Regions from separate parts of the Mus musculus genome. Here all the other regions are linked to region 2. Evidence: chromatin contacts called from public ChIA-PET, HiChIP or PLAC-seq and promoter capture Hi-C data. All regions are on one chromosome and are shown on one strand. The core of a region is the stretch at or near the end of the contact, and the rest is flanking DNA. Distances in the headings are between cores, read along the strand shown. Region 1 overlaps Hecw2 (HECT, C2 and WW domain containing E3 ubiquitin protein ligase 2). Region 2 holds the start of Gtf3c3 (general transcription factor IIIC, polypeptide 3). Region 3 holds the start of Sf3b1 (splicing factor 3b, subunit 1). Region 4 holds the start of Stk17b (serine/threonine kinase 17b (apoptosis-inducing)). Region 5 holds the start of Dnah7a (dynein, axonemal, heavy chain 7A). Region 6 overlaps Gm32311 (a long non-coding RNA gene). Region 7 overlaps Hecw2 (HECT, C2 and WW domain containing E3 ubiquitin protein ligase 2).

Region 1 (2,829 bases), core at 284-2,783, 590 kb before region 2:
CGGAAGTCATTTTGTCAAATTTCCTCACTTTTTACAGCAAAGACTGAGGCAAAGTAGTGAGCTGAATCAGGGGAGTGTTGTGATGTGGTACCAGGTCTCAGACCCTAATCAGGTATCCTAATTTCAAGTTTAAGGTTATTTCATGAGCCATACCCTTTAGTAAATGCTAGCTGTTTATCAAGATTAAAACGATATTGCTTATAGAATGGGGCTTGGTAAACTACATCAGTAGGGCAAATCTGCCAAAGCCCTGGTTTTGTAAGTAAGACTATACTGAAATGCACTGTTCTGGCTTGTGTATAGCCTGTTGCTAATAGCTGATAAAATGCTGAGGTGCGTACGTGCCATAGAGAACGTACGATGGGCAAAGTCTAAAATTGTTTACTATCTGTCTCTTTATAGCAATGTGTTGCCAACGGCTGCTGCTACAGAAACAAGGAGGAGGGAAACAGATTATTAAAATATCTAGCTTACTATAAATCTTTAGTGAGATTCCTCCAGGGAGACATAAACACTCTCTGACTTAATATGATTGCCCCTCTGCTGGGCTCTCCACATTGCAGATATCCTGAGTATATCAGGATCACAGAGAGCTGAAACATCAGGAAAAAGATAGAATGATCCTGTTTTCTTTGAGATGACTGGTATAAGCAAAGTTGGCTCTACTGTGGATTTTCCATTAAAAATTAGACAGTGGTCCCTAAGATTTAACTCTAAGTATTTCAATAATACTGCACTTATCAGAGTACATTCTGATGACTTGTGTGTGTCGGCCTCCTTATACATAAATTTAGACTTTGCCCTCACTGAAAATTAGTGACCCTTGTGCTGGACAGTTTTATGTCAACTTGATGCAAGCTAAAGTTATGTGAGAGGAGGAACCTCAATTAAGAAAAGAACTCCAGAAGATTAGGCTACAGGCGGGCCTGTAAGGCATTTTCTTAATTAGCGATTGATGGGGGAGGGCCTAGCCCATTGTAGGTGGGGCCATCCCTGGGCTGGTGATCCCGGGTTCTATAAGAAAGCAGGCAGAGCAAGCCTTGGAGAGCAAGGCAGTAAGCAGCACCCTCCAGGGCCTCTGCATCAACCCCTGCCTCCAGAATTCGGCCCTACTTGAGTTCTTATTCTGACTTCCTGTGGTGATGATGAACTGTGATGTGGAAGTGTAAGCAAAAATAAACCTTTTCCTCCTCAACTTGCTTTTTGATCGTGGTGTTTCATCACCACAATAGAAACCTAATTAAGACACTTCTTTTTGCATTATAAGTTCCCAGAATGATACTCAGTAGAGGCTCTATAAACATTGCTGAGTTGTGACTAGAGCTCCCTGATGCTCACTTGAAGAAAATCAGCATAACTTACATTGTTATTTGGCATCTGGCAGTGTGAACAAATGTAAGCCAGTTTACCCTGAGATGGTGGTACATTAATGCAGTGCCACGAGCAAAAGGTGCCAATCCCTAAGATATGACTCAATCTGAAACCACTGTCAAACAAGTGAGTTGGCTTAGAAAGTTCACTATGTAATATCTTCTAACATGGTGAAGTTTGTTAAGACAACAATGACCTTTCTGACTAGTTCCTCTTGTGGTTAAAGACAAGAGTATATTCTCTGAGGAGTTGAGCTGAAAAGCAAAACTCACCTCAGGAGAAAAGAAAACAAATAGCTCTTTTAGAAACAAAAGTACGTTGAACGTTGAACTATTAAACTTTTTAATCTTTCTCTCCTCCCCACCCCTGCCTCCCCAACCCCTCCTCCCCCTCCCTCCCTCCTCCTCCTCCTCCTCCTCCTCCTTCTTTTTCAACTCTTGATGCATGGATAGAATCACTCCAAAGCTAAGATAGTCTTTCTACTTTACTTTGTTTGTAACTCCAAATGTAGAACTGCATATTTAGGGGTATGTTGTGGGATGCAATTTCTATCTATGTTTAGAAATTCAGTGAACATGTTCCAGCAGGGCCTGCAGTCACGAAGCTCCTATAACGCCTTAGCAACCTCGTCCATATAAATAGTTAATGTGACTCATATCACAGAGATCGTTTGTTACATTCCTGTTTTGCCGGTTAGGTTGGTTACATGGTTAAAGACTTGGCAAGGAAACACAGAAACTCTGGACAACGGGTGTGTAGCCACAAAGCAGCTGCATTTGAGGGCATTTCTGAGTAAGCACAGATGTCAGTAGAGTGGCCATAGTGTCTCAAGCCCTACCCGCTGACAAAGCATTGTACCCACCATGGTGCTGCTGGCCTGGCACATCACGAGTTAGCAGCACCTGACATGGGTTAAAATAGTTAACTTTATTCTTCCATTCTTAGTATAACAAAAATTAACTGAAAACAAAATACTCCAATAGGAGCAGTCTGTAAAATGAGAGCAGACAATGGCCTCAGGAAGTCACACTACCTCTTACCCCAGGCTTGTCCAGGCACACGAGGCCTAGGCACCTTCTGATTCAACCACAGTTGAATTTGAATCAGAGCAGTGAGGCTAAGCTTCTGAGGCCTGGGAGTTAAGTGTGGAAATAGGACCAGACAAAGTTGCTCTTGGTGGTACCAAGCTAAAGCCTGGCTACAGCGCATCTTTCTTTGACAGGTAAAGATGATTCAGATGATGCAGCTGCTTCCTTGAAGAGGGCAAGCAGCAGCCCAAGTTCAACTGAAGTTCCACAGCTTTCCAGCTCACTCCCCAATCTGGTTATGTGTGAGCCATGCTGGGTAATTGATTAGCTGTGGAAAAGTAAACTATCTTAGATCATTTTCTTTCCTAGCTATTTTTATCTCCCTATCCTGGGGGAATACAGAAAGAGCTCAAAAGAAAGATGCTACAAA
Region 2 (2,804 bases), core at 42-2,541:
TTACAATAAACATAAAAGCAATAAAAAGTAAAAAGCAAATAGTGTTTTTATCAAATCATTTTACTTAAGTGCTCATTTAAAGCCAGCAGTAACATACCTTCATTGGCGTCTTTGTCCTGGGATTTGGCAGAGTCAATTCCTGATGAGGATGGAACTTCGGAGTCATCTGGGTTTTCTTTGGGTGATGATTTTCCTTTTTCCTGAACACTCTGTGATTGGGAATTAAACAGTTCCAAAAACTAATTCAGATTTAATTCTCTCAGCCTTGAATAGGGCATTTGCCTTATCTTTATAAAAGTTGACCCTCCCCTATGATACGTGGAATCTAAATTTGAATAGTTTCAAAGTGTTCCAATGTACTTAAGTCTTTAGTTTATGTAAGTCATTTGCAAATACAAGTGGAATGATTTTAAATATTTTAATGTCATCAATCTAAGACTTTAAATAAACCATAGGGTTCATAGAAGTCTATGAGTCAAGAAAGAAATCATTAGCTAACTTCAAAAGGGTCAAGAGATCTTTATGTTGGTCCCTTGGCCTTCAAACAAATGAGAAACTATTTAAAGTTCAGATCTTTATTAAAATTTGAAAAAGTAACAGATATCCTCACTATCTGGTTAGTTAGGTTTACTTTTATGTCTAAGAAAAAAAATTACACGGAGACTCCTCAAAAATAGGCGCACCAGGGGTGCATGTAGCTTTGCGATGGGGAGCTTTGTCCAGCAGGCTGGAGGCCCTGAAGTTTGATCCCCAAGACCCCTATACAGACCACAAAAACAAAAGGCCTGGTTCCCACCACCGTCACAACCTAGTTGCAAGATAGGTTTAGAACTAATCAGATCACCCTGTCTGGCTCATCGACTTAACAGGTATTAGGGGGTCGGGGGAGGTTAGCGCCCACCAAGGCTGGCTTTCGGGTGGGGAGATGTCTTTAGAGGCTCTGAGTACTCGGGTGGGAGTGAAAATCGGAAATTTTGGAAGAGGTGAAAGCTGCTGGATCCCGGGCCCACCCTGGGCAACCCACGACTCGGTTTCGGGGAAAACAAGACCGAGGAGCACCGGGGGCCCAGCGGCTCACTTTCTTCTCTCGGGTTTTTCTCTCTTCTCTCCGCCTTTCGAACTCTTCAAAGGAGATTTTCCCTTCCAGGTAGTCGATAAGTTCCGGGCTGAACCCCGACATGTCTGCAGGGCCGACGCTGCGCAGCGGGCCAGGGAAGCTGCAGCACTCCCAGGCTCTGTAGGACGCCTAGGAGAGACCGGACCAGCGTCCGCCCTAGAAACCTTCCCGGCCTGCGCCGCGGCCGCGCACTCTGGTTCCGCCTGCGCTCTAGGCCCCAGGCCTCTTCCCACAGGCAAGGGAGTGTCCAAATGCATCTTTCAAGCGCCAGACTCCCTTAAACTACCAGCTAGAGGAGCCTTTTTTTTTTTTAAAGATGTATGTATTAGTTTGTTTGTTTGCTTGCTTGCTTATTTTATGTATAGGAGTACACTGTCTTCAGACACACCAGAAGAAGGCATCAGATCCCATTACAGATGGCTGTGAGCCACAATGTGGTTGCTGGGAATTGTACTTAGGACCTCCGGAAGAGCAGTCAGTGTTCTTAACCACTGAACCATCTCTACAGGAGACTTTTGATCTGGGGATGCAGCACAGTGGCAGAGCGTTTGCCTGGGTTTCTATCTCTAATGTCAATCAACTTTTATGTCCCAAGTATTCATAAACTTTTTTGTTGTTGTTTTGTTTTGTTTTTTGTTTTTCGAGACAGGGTTTCTCTGTGTAGCCCTGGCTGTCCTGGAACTCACTTTGTAGACCAGGCTGGCCTCGAACTCAGAAATCCGCCTGCCTCTGCCTCCCGAGTGCTGGGATTAAAGGCGTGCCCCACCACGCTCGGCTGCTCTCAAACTTTTAAAGGGATTCTAACTCTTCCCATAGGGCGTCTACTGTATATCTGTTACATACATCTCTCAAAATAATCCTTAGGAACCTATGAGAGGAAAAAAAGGGAGAGGTGTGGGGAGGGTAATAGAACACTTGTAACATGAAAAAGGGCAACACCTGAAGTGGAAAGACTTGAGGTGGGACTTGAGGGGAGAGAGATGGAAGAGAGGGGTCAAAGTGAGTGAGTGAGAGAGAGAGAGAGAGAGAGAGAGAGGGAGAGAGAGAGAGAGAGAGATTATTTTCAACTCCTAGGAGCTCTTGTGATTTGCATTTTATCTTGTATTATAACTATTTCTTTTTCTAGAGACATTACCTATAAACATCAAAGACATTAGTTTATGTGTCATTATTATAAACCTGACTAACCTAATAACATGTATTCAAAACACATTTGTGAGTAAAGTTAGATGAAACTACAAGAGCCTTTGGAACTTTGGGCAAAGTTGAGCTCAGCATAGTCCTGGGTCCAAAGACGAGAGTCTATCTTTGATCATCTTTATGATAATCCAAGCTAAGGAGATCTGTAGCAGGGTTGCAGAATCAGAGGTCAAGACCTGCAAGAGCAGGACTACCAGATAGCAGAAAACTATCTCAGTCACTGCGTTTCTCCTGAGGAGGGATCTTACACAGGCGTGAAAACATACATGAGCAGACGGAGTGTGTTGATGTTATCCCCAGAAACAACTATGAGGATTACTCCCCTGAAGTCTTCAGGGAGTTGGGGAACTGTGCGGAAGACTCTATGTCTGTTTCCAGACTCACTCAAAGCGGGAAAGAGAAAGTGAGTATGGCTATCTGGAAAGGAAAACACTCTGCTGAGACCCAAATGTTTAGGCTGGTTTCTGTTACTGTTGGCTCCTGGGAA
Region 3 (2,758 bases), core at 232-2,731, 590 kb after region 2:
GTTTCAGGGCAACCGGAATTACATAGTAAGACTATCTCAAAAAAGAAAACAAAAACATGTGTTGTACTTTCATGTTTAAAGACAAAAGACTAGTTAATGCAGGGACATTTCTGGCTTTCAAAAGTGTTAGTATTTTCAGTTCCTCAAATGTCCCAGCTATTGGTCCTAAACCATCTCTTTAGATTCGCATCGGAATTCCCTCCTTACACCCTCCTCTATCCTACCACAGCGACACTCACTGCATGGTACAAGATGTTCCCTCCGGCTCAGACATCCTCCCCTAATTTAAAACTGATTGATCCTTTTTTATCAGCGCCGCGTCACCACCTCCCAAAAATAACTAAGCATAAATTAATGGCTCCGTTACCCAGCTTCTCAGAAAGTACTGGCTTTACTTCTCTGTACACATTCCTTTGATTTTCTAAGAGAATATTCACACATCTGCTTCCACATCAAACTGTCAAATTTCTGACATCCTTAGCTTGTTACCTCTCTCTAACACCGAGACACACACTTAGAAAGGACGGGTTTAGTGACTTAGTGTCAGCGTAAATTTTGGCTTCTTAACCGGGAGCCAAGAAACAGGGATTCTGTCTCTCAGACTCAAATTCCTTCCCGTCTTCTCTGGTTACTTTCCTTATGGAATCTGGTTGCTTCTCAACATGTTTCTAGCTCTGTTTACTCTTGTGCAGCATAAAATAAGCGACTACCCAGAAAACTTTGGCAACTGGTCAAATCTGCCTTTCCTTCTCTCTTCCTCCTGATTCTCCAACACCTAGCTCTCAAAGGGAAAAAGATAGAACACCAGGACACAAGTGATTAAAGGAGTAAACTACCAGATTTTCTGCCGGAATCATTTAGTGCAAGCACCACAACACGATCCAGCCGCCTTGGAGATGCCTGTATCGCGAAGGCTGGGATTGGCAGGCCTGCGCTGAAGCGGCCTCCGTTAGGAGCGGCCCGAAAGCGGCTGCCGTCATTCAGGGCTTTCCAGGTACGAACTGCCGACGATAGCGCCCGGGGGGCGAGAAAGTCGGCCTCCCACGTCCGCCTCCCCGCTCCCTCCCCGGGAGTCCCCCGGGGCAAGCCGCTCGAGCGAGGCTCTCCGGTCAGAACAAGAGAACTCGGAAGCACCAACAGCCAGCGCGGAACAAAGCGCCGGTCCCGGAGTGCGAGAGGACGCCATTACGCGGGCAGCGGCCTGCGCCGACGAGCCGAGCAGGCCTCGCCGCGCGGCCTCGGTCGAGACCAGAGATGCCACGCGAAGACGCAGAAAGCCAGGAGAGAGGGCCGCGGCTGGCTGGCTGCCGAGGTCGCGCGTGGGAAGGGAAAGGCCGCTTACCTTCGTGAGTCTTGGCGATCTTCGCCATTTTGTCCACTCGAACACACAGACGGAACTGGCGCTCCCAAGGACTTCCGCTCGCCGCCGCCAGAAACAGAGGCCGCTCTCTGAGCGTGCGCACCCGGGAGCGCGCGCCGCACTGTAGCACGTACTTCAACTGCCACCTATATGAGACTGCGAGGGGCATTATGGGAGTGGGCGGGGCCAGGGCGGGCTCCCGGCGGCTTCCTTAAAAAGCCAGCGAAACCGCGGGGAAGACTAAACGCGGAAGAGGATGGCTACTTCCCAAGAGGGCTGTAGCCTGTCCGGCCAGTGGTGGGTAACGTGCCGTTAATTCAAGCACTCGGAAGAGAAGAGGCAGTTCGAGGCCAGCCTGGTCTACAAAGAGAGTTCCCGAAGCCAGGGCTGTACAGACAAAGCCTGTCTTTAATAAAACCAAAGGAGCCTGGCAGTGGTGGCGCACCCCTTTAATCCCAGCACTTGGGAGGCAGCGGCAGGCAGATTCTGAGTTCGAGGCCAGCCTGGTCTACAGAGTGAGTTCCAGAACAGCCAAGGCTACACAGAGAAACCCTGTCTCGAAAAAAACAAAAATAAAAAGTAGAGAGAGAGAGAGATTAAATTACACAAAATAGAATTTAGCCAAAGGAACACTGCCTCCAAGACACCCAAAAAATAAACAGTATGCTAGCCAGGCCTGTTAGAAATAAAGTTTATGATGCCTAAGATGTTAATGTTGGTTCACCAGTATTGACCAGCCATTAGATACGGTAGAATACTTCTCTTAACAGGCAGCTCAAGGGAATAGTATAGGGTCACAAGCAATGTTAAGTCCTGATCTACAATAAAGCCCAGTTCTTTTCTTGAGAGAAACATAATTCTGCCAAATGGGTAAGATGACCCCAGGTAACAACTATTTGAAAAAGTACAACACTGGTGCACTTAAAATAATTCTGGCAATAACTGATGCCTAAATGACCAGGCAAATAGGAGTGACCTATTGACCAGATTTTCAGCCTTCTGTCTCTGTTTAAGTTGTACTAAATGTAACCCAGGGTTGGGACCTAAATTACAAATTTGAGGATAACCTCATATTTGGAGAAAATAAGCCTAAGGTGTCTCTAAGTTATCAAAATGTATTCAAGGCTGGCCCTACCGAGCATTAGCCAGAGCCAGCTGTGCCAGACCTTTTTCCTTTATTATCCTCCAAATGTGCAGGATGCTTTCTCACTGGGAAGGCTTATCATTTCTATAACAGATTCAAAGGAGCATTTGCTGCATTTGTGGTAATTGTAGAAGCTAAATACTTCCTGGAGTTCCAGAGTAATGATAAACATCACTAAAAGATCACCCAGAATTGTCTTGTGAATCCTCTTTTATAAAAATAAGATTTTTTCATGCTGGGCGTGGTGGCGCACG
Region 4 (2,700 bases), core at 118-2,617, 650 kb before region 2:
TACCAATCTATCCACATACAAAAAATTTTGAAATCACAGAAATATTACTTCTCTAACTTAAGCATACTGTCATGTAAGTAAATTTACTTTAATAGTAAACCTTCATTCCAGAAAATTATCTAAAATGTATGTGTATCTCAAAAAAACCAATTACTTGAAATATTAAAACTACCAAAAAATTAAATTAATATCAAAAAGATTAGGTGAAAAGACAGGTCTAAAATTTGGTCACGATTTCCATGGACTAGTGTTTTTTAATATACACAATTTTAAGGCACTGTGATTCAATTTTTATGAAGTTGTTGAAAACCATTTCTGGGCATCTCACTGTGAAGACTGTACCAATGAGAAAGGAGTTTATATCTCTCCATAATAAAACTGTGCTCCTGGAGTTCTAAATTCCATGTTACATATGCCTCCACTTGCCTCGTTACCTCTGCAGACCTTGCTGCTCAAGGCACAGCCTCTCTCCCAGTCTTGAACACTTAAAAAGTCCACACGGTATCAAACCTGCCGGCGAGGTTCGGTGTTATCGGTACCATGTATGTAAACATGACGTCAGCCAAACCCTCAGTGAATGTCACACTGCAAGCTAATGATTATGGTTGAAATTCCTAGGCTTTCAGAAGTATTTCTTAATTCCAACTTGCAAGCTGAAGCCAGCGCTTCTCTAGTCCCAGCACAGCCACGGCCACTAGCCACCAGCCGGCCGGCCGTGAAGTTTCTTTCAACTTTGTCTCCACTCATCTATATCCCGAGAGTGAAGCCAAATTAAGCGCTTTTCCCACGGTAAGGCCGAGTCGGGATAAAGATCCAGACCGTGGCCATGATGTGGCTGTCTAGTCTGAGGATGGGTCACAAGTACAGAAGAATTCCCACTGCTTTAAAGCCAAAAAGTCACGGAAACAGCTGTGGCTCCCCACGCCGGGACTGACAGCGGCCCACGCGATGACCGCAAAGTTTCTCCCAGGCTGCTGGCCGGACGCGTCCACCCGCCCCGACGTGAAGGCGTCCCGCGCCCACAGCACGCGAGCCCCGGAGCCACCCGGAGGACCACGTCGAGACGCCGCGGAGGCTATCGGGCATGGCCGCGCTCAGGGACGCCGGCTCTGGCCTTCGGGCTCGCCGCAGGGTCCCCGCGCCCCCACACCGACCGCTCCGCCGCAGCTCCGCGCCGTCGCGGGTTCTGCCCTCCCTCCGACCGGGCCACGGCTACACGGGCTCACCTCGCACTCTTCCCCACAACGGCTGGTCGCCGTCAGCCAGGCCCCTGTGAGGCGACTCCCGGCGGCGACCGCACAGACGCTGACCGACGCTTCTTACAGTTGAGGTTTGAAAAGTGCAGCCGCGTCTGGGACACTGTACTTCGACACAGACTCCGCCCTCTGCTGCCCAAGAGCCAATCGGAGCGATTACGGAGGGTGGGGTTGTCACGTGGGGGCGGGGCGGGGCGGCGGCCGGCAGCGCGTGCTGTGAGGCCGGGCCTCAGGAGGGGGGCGGGGAGTGGGCGGAGCGCCGAGCGCCTGAAGACTTGGTTGCTGGATGTAGCCTAGAACTGGACAGTGTGCAGGCCGGGTTGGGGGGGGGGGGGGGTCCGCGCCTCTTTTCCCACTTTTTCCACCTTCAGAGTAGTTCCGGGATGTGTAAGTATCGGGACACAAGAGATGAAAGAAGCCGATGTCCGGGCTCTTTGACTTGTGATGATTAAAGTTCTGTGTTTCAAATCTTCCTTGTCCTCTTCCTTACCTCCTGAACCTACCCTACAAATAGAGATTCCAGCTTGCTATGGGTTCTTGAAGCCATAAATAGGACTCCAGGATCCTAGTCTCTACAGCTGGATGTCTTAAGACACTAACTAGCTCAAGACACTGTAGGAGAATCTGAAGATGAACTAATTGCTGGTTTACTGTGGTAGGGGAAATGAGGAAAACTTGTACCTGCTCAATGCCCATTGCTACTTTCTTTCTTTCTTTCTTTCTTTCTTTCTTTCTTTCTTTCTTTCTTTCTTTCTTTCTTTCTTTCTTTCTTTCTTTCTTTCTTTCTTCCTCCCTCCCTCCCTCCCTCCCTCCCTCCCTCCCTCTCTCTCTCTCTCTCTCTCTCTCTCTCTTTCTTTCTTAGCAGTGTTAGAACACAGGGCCTTTCACATGCTTAGCAAGGGTTCCACTTCTAAGTTCCACCCCCAGGCCCCCAGATCTGTTAACTATTGAAGACTGTTTAAAAACTGAAAGTTTCGTGCTAGATACAGTAGGTTTACATACATATAAGATCCTAGGTTACTTATACGTTTATATGTAGCATCTACACATAGAATCTAGAACTGCTGAAGGGTACTTTTTTAGTAGGTATAAAAAACTATTGGGAAAAATTCTGTGAGTGGAACTCTCTTGCTTTTAGAACATCTTAGCAACCATTTTATGTTCTTCCCCTGTCACATTTAACCAAGATTTCTTCAAGCCATCTGCTTGCCCTTCCAAGCAGTGTATGTCCCAGGACACATGCATTTAAAGTTATCAAAACCATTTCATGAGGTCTGTGTTGTTATTTAGACAGGCCTCAGTATAATGTATTGATTCTTTAAGTGTTGTCAAATGGATAATGTTGCATCTTTTTAGCCAGGGAAGCATAAATGTTAAGGTGTCCACAAACCAATGAGATTGTTCCCATACTTTCTTCCAGGAAACAGCAGCTGCATCCAAAAGT
Region 5 (2,700 bases), core at 117-2,616, 730 kb before region 2:
TTGTTCGTGTACTGGTCATTGTTAATTGTACTTAGATATATGAAACAAAACACCTGTCTCTTAGTTCTTAGTTAATATGTGGATTGCAAAAAACTGAAAACTTTCTCCAGCATTTACATAACTACTGCTTACTTGGTTAGCAGGCTTGACATCCTCTGCTAGTACTCTATAACCTATATAATCTATAACTATAGCTGTAATAGGATAGATATGACATGTCTTTCCAAGGAGCTCTTGTGTCGAGGGGTGACACCAATTGGTGATGAAAATGCTACTTTCACCCATAAATTAATGTAAGTTTGTGGGAATGGGCCATTGAGAGTAAAGCCCCGCTGAAGAATGAGGGCTATTAGGGGTGTGCTTTCAACCTGTTGCTCTTTCTCTAGCCTCTTCCCCAGTGCTCTCTGCCATGCCCTCCTCCCTGCCTTGATATAGACTTCAGTCCAGCGCCCAGAAACACCCAGAACCCAGCGACCTCTCAAGCCATGAGACAAAATAAGAATTTTCTCTCTGAGTTGCCTTGCTCTGTTTTGTCACAAAACCTAAATAGCACAAGATTGTAAACTACCCTCCCGTGTGAGAGAGTGCATGTGCCGGTGACCGTGCGTGTGCGTGCGTGTGTGATATGTCCATGTTTTGTGTAAGGGTGCCCCTGCCTCTGCCCAGAAGCCAGTGAATCACTCACTGACTTACTACTTTGAGACAGGGTCTCTCACTTAACCAGAAACTAAGGGGTTGGATGGGAAGTTGCTGCAATCCTCCTGTCTCTGACCCTCGCAGAGCTGGGTTACAGGCAAGCTCAGTCACACTGGGCCTTGAAGTGGGTGCTGGGGATTTGAGTCTATGTCTTCATGGCTTCATATCAAGCTCTTAAGCACTAAGCCATCTCCCCAACCCCCACATCATCTTTTGCAGCCATTTTCACAACAAACTCGGTTTATAAGAGAAACCACTATGGAGGGATGAAAAATCTTAAAAGCTGAGTACAATTTTCAGATTGAGAATCAACTTTTTATTTGGGTTGAACTGGCATCAAAACCGCCCACCCTCCTCCCACCCAAACACTCCCAGTGTGCAGCTGGGGTCGCTGTGGAGCCAGTTTCCACCGATGGCGCATCCAGTTTGTGTCCCGTTGTTACGACAACGAGGTCCAACGGTTGGGAAGGAAACTGGAGGGAAAACACTCAACGCCAGGGTGGTACTGGAGTCTGCTCCTGCGTGCCTGGCCCCCGGGACCGACCCTGGCGGCCCAGCTCTCACCTTCTTGCTGCTCATGGCGTCGACTTGCGGGCCAGGCAACGCCGGCCGGGATCGCTGCTGCGGAACTCAGGACCTGGAGAGGAGAGTTGTTCGCCGCTGGACAGCTCTAGGCTCTTTCTGAGCTGAGAGCTTTAACCGCCGTGGTCGATTCGTTGCTAAGCAACAAACTGGCGGATTCTACTTCCGGTCGTCTGCATCTGCGAGATGAGGTGCAGAACTTTCTGAGAGGTCGAGCAGGGTGGCTCTCTGAGGCCTAGGTGGCTTCCAACACAGCCCTCACTCCACTTTACAGAGGGTGGCAGGCAACTGTGAGGAGCGAAGACCCCTTGATGTCTAAGTGGGTCCTCAAGTTACTGCATCTTTCACCGAGTCTGCGTGGGCGTGGTTCTCTGCCTTAAGCCTTCATTCGGCTGTTTCTGCAGATTTCATTGCTAATGTAGGCAAATAGAATAATGACAAGGCACTCAAGACTAAAGCCTGTAAAGTGCTCCATATCCAGGAGCCTCAGTGTTCAGTTCTGTTGACTTCCCTAACACACTAGAAAGTGAGCCTTCGGAAATTCATTTAAATCCACGCGTGATTGACTACATGAACGAAGCTGTGCCAAGACAGTCCCTCAGGCATAGGCTTGGGTGACCGTAAGGCATGTGTTCATAACTAATAGAAACAGTGCTGTGAGTCATTTCTCTTAGAAGATGCAGAAGAAACGTGAAAGCTGAGATTTGAAAGAGGAGGACACATGCTGTGCAAGGAATATTTCGGGCAGAGCAATCAGATGCAAAAGCCTGAGACATTTCATGGTTATTAGAAGAACAAAAAACAAAAATCAGAAGAACAGAAGAAAATTAGAAGAACAAAAACGAAATCTATCAGACTGTCGTTGGAATAAAGCACATTGGAGTCCGGTGATGAAGATGAAGATAAATAAGTGCTCTATTTTAAAGATCTGGTAAAATAGAGTGAGGAGTTTAGACTTCAATGTAAACTGCCTCCTACTGAAAAGTTTTTGTTTAATTTTGTTTATTTATTTTGGTTTGGTTTTGAGATCGTCTCATTTCTTAGCCTAGACAGGTCACAAACTCTCAATCTGTCTGTGGCAGCCTCCCAAGTGCTAGAATTACAGGCTTATGCCACCATGCCTGACGGTAAACGTTTTCTGTTGAGAAATGGCAGGTTCCTAACCTAAAATTTATGTGACATCTTAAGGGATCTCGAATGGCCAAAAACAACGTTTTTTAAGTGACATATTTGGAAGCCTCATATTTTTTTTTATTTCAAAATTTAGTACAAAGCTACAGTGATGAAACAATGTCTTCACAACAAATGATACTGAGGAAAGTAGATATCCACGTGCACAAATGTGACATAGACACTTAATGTCACATATAAAAATCACCTCCTGTAGGTGGATTACCTACATGGAAGAACTAAAACTTTAAA
Region 6 (2,700 bases), core at 54-2,553, 690 kb before region 2:
CCCTCCGCCCCCCCCTCCCCCCCCCCCCCCCGCTAGAACTCAGGGTGCTCTGCGCCCTCACTCGGGTTTCCTGACCTACAACAGATTGGGCCGCTTCAGCCTCTTTGGCCTGAAAGGAAGGAAGACCGGAGGAGGGCGAGGCCAAGGTGGCATTCACCTCAAAGCACAGTTTTAACATCCTATTAAGGCTGCTATGGTGCTAATAAAGAATTGTAAGATAAATTCATATATTTTAGAAAACCTACAACAAAAATTGTGTCTTAAGAACCTGACAAAGTGTCTGTTCCTTGTTCATAACAGCAATTAAATTGGTTATTACAGAATATTAATATTTGATCTATTGCATACCATCATTTTAAATAAAATTGACAATCATTATCCCAAAGATAAGTTTAAAAATTGTTCTTATGCATGCTTCTGTATCTTCTATAAATTCATGCCTGCATGCATCCCATTTACTGTGTCTAAAAACAGCCCTTTTATGGGAGAAAAGTATATGTGAATTGGATCACACGCTTATTCTTTTGAGCTTCCCCGTGCTTCAACACAGATAATTAAATTGTGTGCTGTAAACGGTGTTTTAAAATGTTGAATAATCAAGCACATTATTTTAATCATACTTTTATCTTAGGAATTTTGAAATTTGGATATCAAAGAACTTAATAAATGCCTCATAGTATTTTAAAAAACAGACATAATCATGTCTAGGTGAGATGAAAAGGATCTACTTATTGGCATATGGCTTGATCCTGAACAGCTACCTTATTGGGAAAGAGAAAAGCATAGGTTCTCTTCACAGAACGATGCAGAAGCATGACGGCTAATTCGTGTGACAAACTGACAGGCGAGTTCGCTGAGTGCCCTGACTGTAGTGACAAGAAAGCTGAATTGGGTATATGTTCTTGACCCACCTTTGTTTGTCATTTTCCCAGATTGGACAAGCTAAGCTGCCTTGCTTCAAGATTTTTAAACCTTATGGGACATAGAACATTAGAGACTGTGTAATATGACTTGGAAAGATTAGTCACAAGAAAGAGTTATAGTGATTCTTCTCCTTCCCTCATTGTGACCAGTTATTCTAACTCAATCTTGGACTGGTCTAGTAATAATTCCAGTATTAGAGAATCCTAGGGAAGATAGCTAAAATCTTAATTACCTAGCAAAGTTAATTTAGAGCACAGCCTCCACTCCCAGAGAAACTGCAGCCTTTCTGAAATTCTCAAAGCCACTCCCCACCACACCAGGAGCTCTAAGTCTGAGCTTGATCATTGCTAATTTGCAATTGAATGGAGTACCTAGACTTCCCCAAAGAAGCTTCCATACTGTTGCTTTTCACTGTCTTTGTTTTTCAAGCAGGTTAGTCAAAGCCCCTAAGCCTGACTGCAGCAGGTGTGCATCCCCACCTCCAACAGCGCAGGTGGCAGTTATTAAATCTTCATGAGGAAGCATTCTAAGTACATATTGTGGCTTTGGTCTGAATTGGGAATAAGGTTTACTATGAGGGCCAGGAACATATTAAGGCTAGAAAGGCAGAAATTTCAGATATTAGCAATAGTCACTTGGACACTTGGAACACTGATGAATTGGCCAGAGATTAAAAAAAAATAACCTAAGTGCATTGAATCCCCTGGATTGGATTCAATATATATTCCTACTTGCTATTATTATTGGCACAATTTTATTAGTAAATCGTTGTGTTTCCACTCATCTTTAGAGTACTTCTGAGATCTGTAGCTACGACAAGGCAGGACATTCTGGAACTTTGGCTGAAAAATTTAAAAAAAAAGAAAAAGAAAAGAAAAGAAAAGGAAAGGAAAGGAAAGGAAAGGAAAGGAAAGGAAAGGAAAGGAAAGGAAAGGAAAGGAAAGGAAAGAAAAGGGGGAGAATGCTATGCACACTCCAGTGAAGTTTGCTTGGCAGGCCGAGAGGCCTGGGAGCACTCACGAGGCAAAGAGTTTCACGGAAACTCACCTCCTGGAACTTTGGCGTTCTCATACTCATACCTTATCCCCATGTTAGTCTGGTGTATGGATTCACATGCTCTCTTTTAGTATTATCTTATTATAAGTGCCTTTTAAGATTGAATTCTGACATAGCTAAGCCTTCGCCAGTGTTCCGAAGTCCTAGAAAGACCTTGAAGCTGACAAACTTGAAATTCAGTAGGAATTCAGTAAGGAAGTTACCTATTCAGTAACTAGTTAAGCATTACAAAGGACCAAGCAGGAATAGCTCAGGGCTAGTCTGCAGAGTGTTTACTTGAGGCAGTAACCAGTCTTACCCAAACACAATGGCCTAGCGAATAGGTGGGTTTACCATGAGAAAAGTTAGGGAATCCCACTGAGACAGGTTTCTTCACTAGGCCCAAAGAAATCAGGCAGAACTATAGAGCATAAATAAATTTACCTAGGCCTCCCCGCACATATGGAGGAGATGAGCAGCTTGATCTTCATGTGGGTCCCAAACAACTGGAAGAGGGGCTGTTCCAAAAGCTGTTGCATGTCTGTGGGATATGTTCTTCTAGCTGGGCTGCCTTGTCTGGCCTCAGTGAGAGAGGAAGCACCTTGCATTGAAGAGACTTGAAGTGCCAGTGTGGGAGGATACCCATGGAGGGCCCACCCCACTCAGAAGGGAAGCAGAGGGGATGTAGGGGAAGGATTGTTGGAAGGAGTTAACTGGGAGGGGGCAGTGAGCAGAATATAA
Region 7 (2,700 bases), core at 157-2,656, 550 kb before region 2:
TATCTCCTCAGAAGCAATTTTACATGCCCATTAGAGGGCCTGGTGCAACAGCTCTTTCTGGTTTGAGCCTCCCACACCAGACAGCTAACAGTAGCAGTTGTGTAAGACCTAAAAAAGGTCACCCTAGCCTGAATTACTTATTGTACCTATTATAGATTTAGAAACCCCTACAAATAGGTATCTACTCATTTGTGTTCTTCCAGGAAACTCTAACATTGCTTTAGTGTCTGTCCTAGAAGGAGGTAATATTGGATTTATAAATTGATACTTCTCAAGTGGAGGTTCTATCTCCTTCTGATGAAATCCTTATAGCCATATCATTATATTGCATTATTATATATTGCAATATATTAACAAATTAAAAATATAACTAATATTACATTTTTTGTGGCACTTTCTAAAGCTCTTCACAATAAAAGCTGCCTTTCTGTCCTCTCCAGGTTGCTTATTCTTCTGGAATGTTCTCATCCAAAGGATAGTTCAAACAGCCCCCTCCTCCATGAAACCTTCCCTTTCCTTCAAGCTGAAGTTAAGTATAGTTCTGTCCTCTGACTTCCCATGGTGTTTGGTATAGATTTCAAAACCAGTTGTTATTATTAACAGGTTTATTATTTGTTTCCTATGCCCTAATACAGATGAAAACAATAAAAAGGAAAGTCATCACTACCTAAAAGAGTATTAAAAATACAGCTTTCTGTCTCAGCTACTAAAAAAGGGTTTTCTTTAAAAAAAAGGGGGGGGGGTTCTTTTTTATTAAATAAATAGTAGGTGGTGTTTATGGGTGCCATGGTGTGCATCTGTAGGTCAGAGGGCAAATCTGTGGAGTGAGTTCTCTCCTTCTACTCTTTTCTGGGTTCCAGGGGGTCAAAGTCAGTTTGTCAACACGTGTAGCCAGGATTTTATACGACCCTCCTCTGCCCCAGCATCCTCATTGACCCTTTCAAAGTTTATCAAGGATTTTTACCCTTATTTTTATTCATTTAAAATATAGTTTTAAATTTGTTATCCACGTTAAGAACATGGGAAATAAGTGTTAATTATTTGTATTTGTTATACTCCCAACCACATGACAGCAGGTGTTTGTTACCACAGCAGAGATACAAGCTTGTCTACCAATTGTAGACATTGCTGAACAAAGCTAGGATGGTAACAGATCCATTATATAACCAGAAGTCTTCTCAGCCTGCTTCTAATGAGTTACTGGGTTTGAGGAAAACAGCCAGCCACTCTGGGGAGACCCAGTCATTCTCTACACACCCCAGGCAGGGAACTTTAATATCTCAATTCACCAGTCTATATGATTTCCTGTGTATCAACATTTCCTAGAACAGCCACAGGTCTTCTCAAAGACCTCACTTCTTAAAACCAGACCACAAGACAGTGGTCAATGCCTCCCAGAAATATAGGTAATGTTTCCAGCTATGTCCACTGCACTCTCAAGTGCTGTACCCTAAAGGGGATTCTCTGAGAAAGGCTGGAGAGTACTGTGGCTGTATGCTGTGTTACTCTGGTTCACTGTTCAGCTCCCAGCAATAGAAGAGAGATTTTCATTAAGTTGCTAATTTACTCTTGGGAGGCCCTGTTCCATGTCTGGATACCCCTAGACCATAGAACTCAAAGTTCTGAGCCAGATGTTCTAAAAGTGTAAGTCTAGCTATTAAACTTGTACATGTTTTCCCAGAAACACTGTCCTGACTGAACAGAAGAGCCACCTTCAGCTTGTGATGTCACAATAAAGTAAGCAGTTAAAGTACACTGTCTATGTGATAAAGCCAGGCAGTGTCCTAATTACACTACATATCTACATGAGGTCCAAGGGCGAGAGTTCAGTTGTATTTGGTAAGATGAATGCTGTTAGTATACTCCAGTTCACTAGTAATGATTTACAGGACATCAAGATAAAGATTTATTGGCTACTCATAAAACATAAATATTTTCGTGCATACCTCACCCTGCATTAGACTTATACATCATTTTTATATGAGCTTCTCATGTATATTCTTCTATAAACAGTGAACACGTAATGCGTTAAAGCAGAATGAACATTAGTGGGAAATTCCATGAGTGGAATTTTGATGAACTAAATCCAATTATTTATTGCATTCATATTTATTTTTTATAAGAAAGCCTTCAGAATATGTGACCTACAGTTTGATATTGGAAACATGATACGCATTTAGAAATGTCAGGCAGGAAAAGACTCTTAATTCCATTTGTCTGAGGGAATTTTTAGAAGCCACAGTATGCTCACAAGGCATAAACTTATATTAAGGAGAAGAAAATTCAACCACAAAAGTCCTTTTATGTATTTAAGTTGTTCAAAGAAAAGGGAAACAAGAAGAGATTTTTGTGTGTTTTGGGCTAGGGTATTGGAGAGCCCTCGTGTGGTTACTATGAACCACTGCAAACTGCCAAGGTAGCCTGTAGTGGGGTGTCCAGTCATACTTAGCCCATCTTCTCTGGACAATCAACACATGCATGCATCGGTTCTGCCAAGTACATTCTAATTTTAGACAATCCCAGCAGGATCCCACAACTCTATAGATTCACCCTCGGATTTAAGAAATTATTCTCTGTAGCTGACAAAACTTTAGCCCACTAAAAACTCATTTGCTTTTTTCTTATGAGACTATCCTTGGGTTATTATCTCCTGTAAGCATATTGCATATTACCAATTCTCTCTGAGTTAAATATGAGACT

What was found. Promoter capture Hi-C pulls out the DNA fragments that hold promoters and counts their contacts. ChIA-PET counts read pairs in DNA pulled down with a chosen protein or histone mark. HiChIP or PLAC-seq counts read pairs in DNA pulled down with a chosen protein or histone mark.
Region 1: a contact with region 2 is called in an H3K4me3 HiChIP or PLAC-seq map of bone marrow-derived macrophages, with 4 times the contacts expected there. The contact joins the enhancer-like site here to the promoter of Gtf3c3 in region 2. A contact is called at or near these places in 1 of 39 promoter capture datasets (hippocampal neurons), 1 of 484 Hi-C or Micro-C datasets (B cells), 2 of 115 datasets of contacts at active chromatin or transcription factors (bone marrow-derived macrophages and memory CD8 T cells) and 2 of 9 other capture datasets (adipose tissue and embryonic stem cells).
Region 3: an H3K4me3 HiChIP or PLAC-seq map of bone marrow-derived macrophages shows a contact between it and region 2, with 3 times the contacts expected there. The contact joins the promoter of Sf3b1 here to the promoter of Gtf3c3 in region 2. A contact is called at or near these places in 2 of 39 promoter capture datasets (cranial neural crest and embryonic stem cells), 1 of 484 Hi-C or Micro-C datasets (embryonic stem cells), 7 of 115 datasets of contacts at active chromatin or transcription factors (bone marrow-derived macrophages, embryonic stem cells, large pre-B cells and 3 more) and 3 of 9 other capture datasets (adipose tissue, embryonic stem cells and pancreatic islet).
Region 4: a contact with region 2 is called in an H3K4me3 HiChIP or PLAC-seq map of bone marrow-derived macrophages, with 3 times the contacts expected there. The contact joins the promoter of Stk17b here to the promoter of Gtf3c3 in region 2. A contact is called at or near these places in 4 of 39 promoter capture datasets (embryonic stem cells, frontonasal cranial neural crest, hippocampal neurons and 1 more) and 5 of 115 datasets of contacts at active chromatin or transcription factors (bone marrow-derived macrophages, effector CD8 T cells, embryonic stem cells and 2 more).
Region 5: a promoter capture Hi-C map of embryonic stem cells shows a contact between it and region 2, with 3 times the contacts expected there. The contact joins the promoter of Dnah7a here to the promoter of Gtf3c3 in region 2. A contact is called at or near these places in 2 of 39 promoter capture datasets (the C10 cell line and embryonic stem cells), 1 of 484 Hi-C or Micro-C datasets (B cells), 2 of 115 datasets of contacts at active chromatin or transcription factors (large pre-B cells and memory CD8 T cells) and 1 of 9 other capture datasets (adipose tissue).
Region 6: a contact with region 2 is called in a promoter capture Hi-C map of embryonic stem cells, with 2.3 times the contacts expected there. The contact joins the enhancer-like site here to the promoter of Gtf3c3 in region 2. A contact is called at or near these places in 3 of 39 promoter capture datasets (embryonic stem cells, hippocampal neurons and liver) and 2 of 115 datasets of contacts at active chromatin or transcription factors (bone marrow-derived macrophages and memory CD8 T cells).
Region 7: a contact with region 2 is called in an RNA polymerase II ChIA-PET map of memory CD8 T cells, with 9 read pairs. The contact joins the enhancer-like site here to the promoter of Gtf3c3 in region 2. A contact is called at or near these places in 3 of 39 promoter capture datasets (cranial neural crest, liver and second pharyngeal arch cranial neural crest), 3 of 115 datasets of contacts at active chromatin or transcription factors (bone marrow-derived macrophages, embryonic stem cells and memory CD8 T cells) and 3 of 9 other capture datasets (adipose tissue, embryonic stem cells and liver).

Annotation. Positions count from the first base shown.
Region 1 is chr1:53,843,983-53,846,811 of GRCm38.p6, forward strand. All of the region lies in intron 21 of Hecw2 (HECT, C2 and WW domain containing E3 ubiquitin protein ligase 2), which reads right to left. Among named protein-coding and RNA genes, the nearest start is that of Mir7681, 4.0 kb to the right of the region's middle. Within about 2 kb of position 1,534, at least 102 of the 459 cell types and tissues checked have an H3K27ac peak or open chromatin away from gene starts, as enhancers often do. A contact at or near this core is called in B cells, adipose tissue, bone marrow-derived macrophages and 1 more, where this site is marked.
Region 2 is chr1:54,437,735-54,440,538 of GRCm38.p6, forward strand. Gtf3c3 (general transcription factor IIIC, polypeptide 3) reads right to left here and starts at 1,292. Exons shown (of 18, transcript NM_001033194.3): 1 at 1,079-1,292; 2 at 98-209. The coding sequence starts at 1,180.
Region 3 is chr1:55,025,997-55,028,754 of GRCm38.p6, forward strand. Sf3b1 (splicing factor 3b, subunit 1) reads right to left here and starts at 1,482. Exons shown (of 25, transcript NM_031179.2): 1 at 1,343-1,482. The coding sequence starts at 1,370.
Region 4 is chr1:53,783,848-53,786,547 of GRCm38.p6, forward strand. Stk17b (serine/threonine kinase 17b (apoptosis-inducing)) reads right to left here and starts at 1,368. Exons shown (of 8, transcript NM_133810.3): 1 at 1,227-1,368.
Region 5 is chr1:53,705,418-53,708,117 of GRCm38.p6, forward strand. It overlaps Dnah7a (dynein, axonemal, heavy chain 7A), which reads right to left and starts at 1,367. Exons shown (of 66, transcript NM_001252070.1): 1 at 1,261-1,367. The coding sequence starts at 1,275. The region is part of intron 2 of Gm32311 (a long non-coding RNA gene); the gene reads left to right.
Region 6 is chr1:53,748,793-53,751,492 of GRCm38.p6, forward strand. The region is part of intron 4 of Gm32311 (a long non-coding RNA gene); the gene reads left to right. Among named protein-coding and RNA genes, the nearest start is that of Stk17b, 35 kb to the right of the region's middle. Within about 2 kb of position 1,304, at least 14 of the 459 cell types and tissues checked have an H3K27ac peak or open chromatin away from gene starts, as enhancers often do. A contact at or near this core is called in embryonic stem cells, where this site is marked.
Region 7 is chr1:53,888,180-53,890,879 of GRCm38.p6, forward strand. All of the region lies in intron 15 of Hecw2 (HECT, C2 and WW domain containing E3 ubiquitin protein ligase 2), which reads right to left. Among named protein-coding and RNA genes, the nearest start is that of Mir7681, 40 kb to the left of the region's middle. Within about 2 kb of position 1,407, at least 46 of the 459 cell types and tissues checked have an H3K27ac peak or open chromatin away from gene starts, as enhancers often do. A contact at or near this core is called in bone marrow-derived macrophages and memory CD8 T cells, where this site is marked.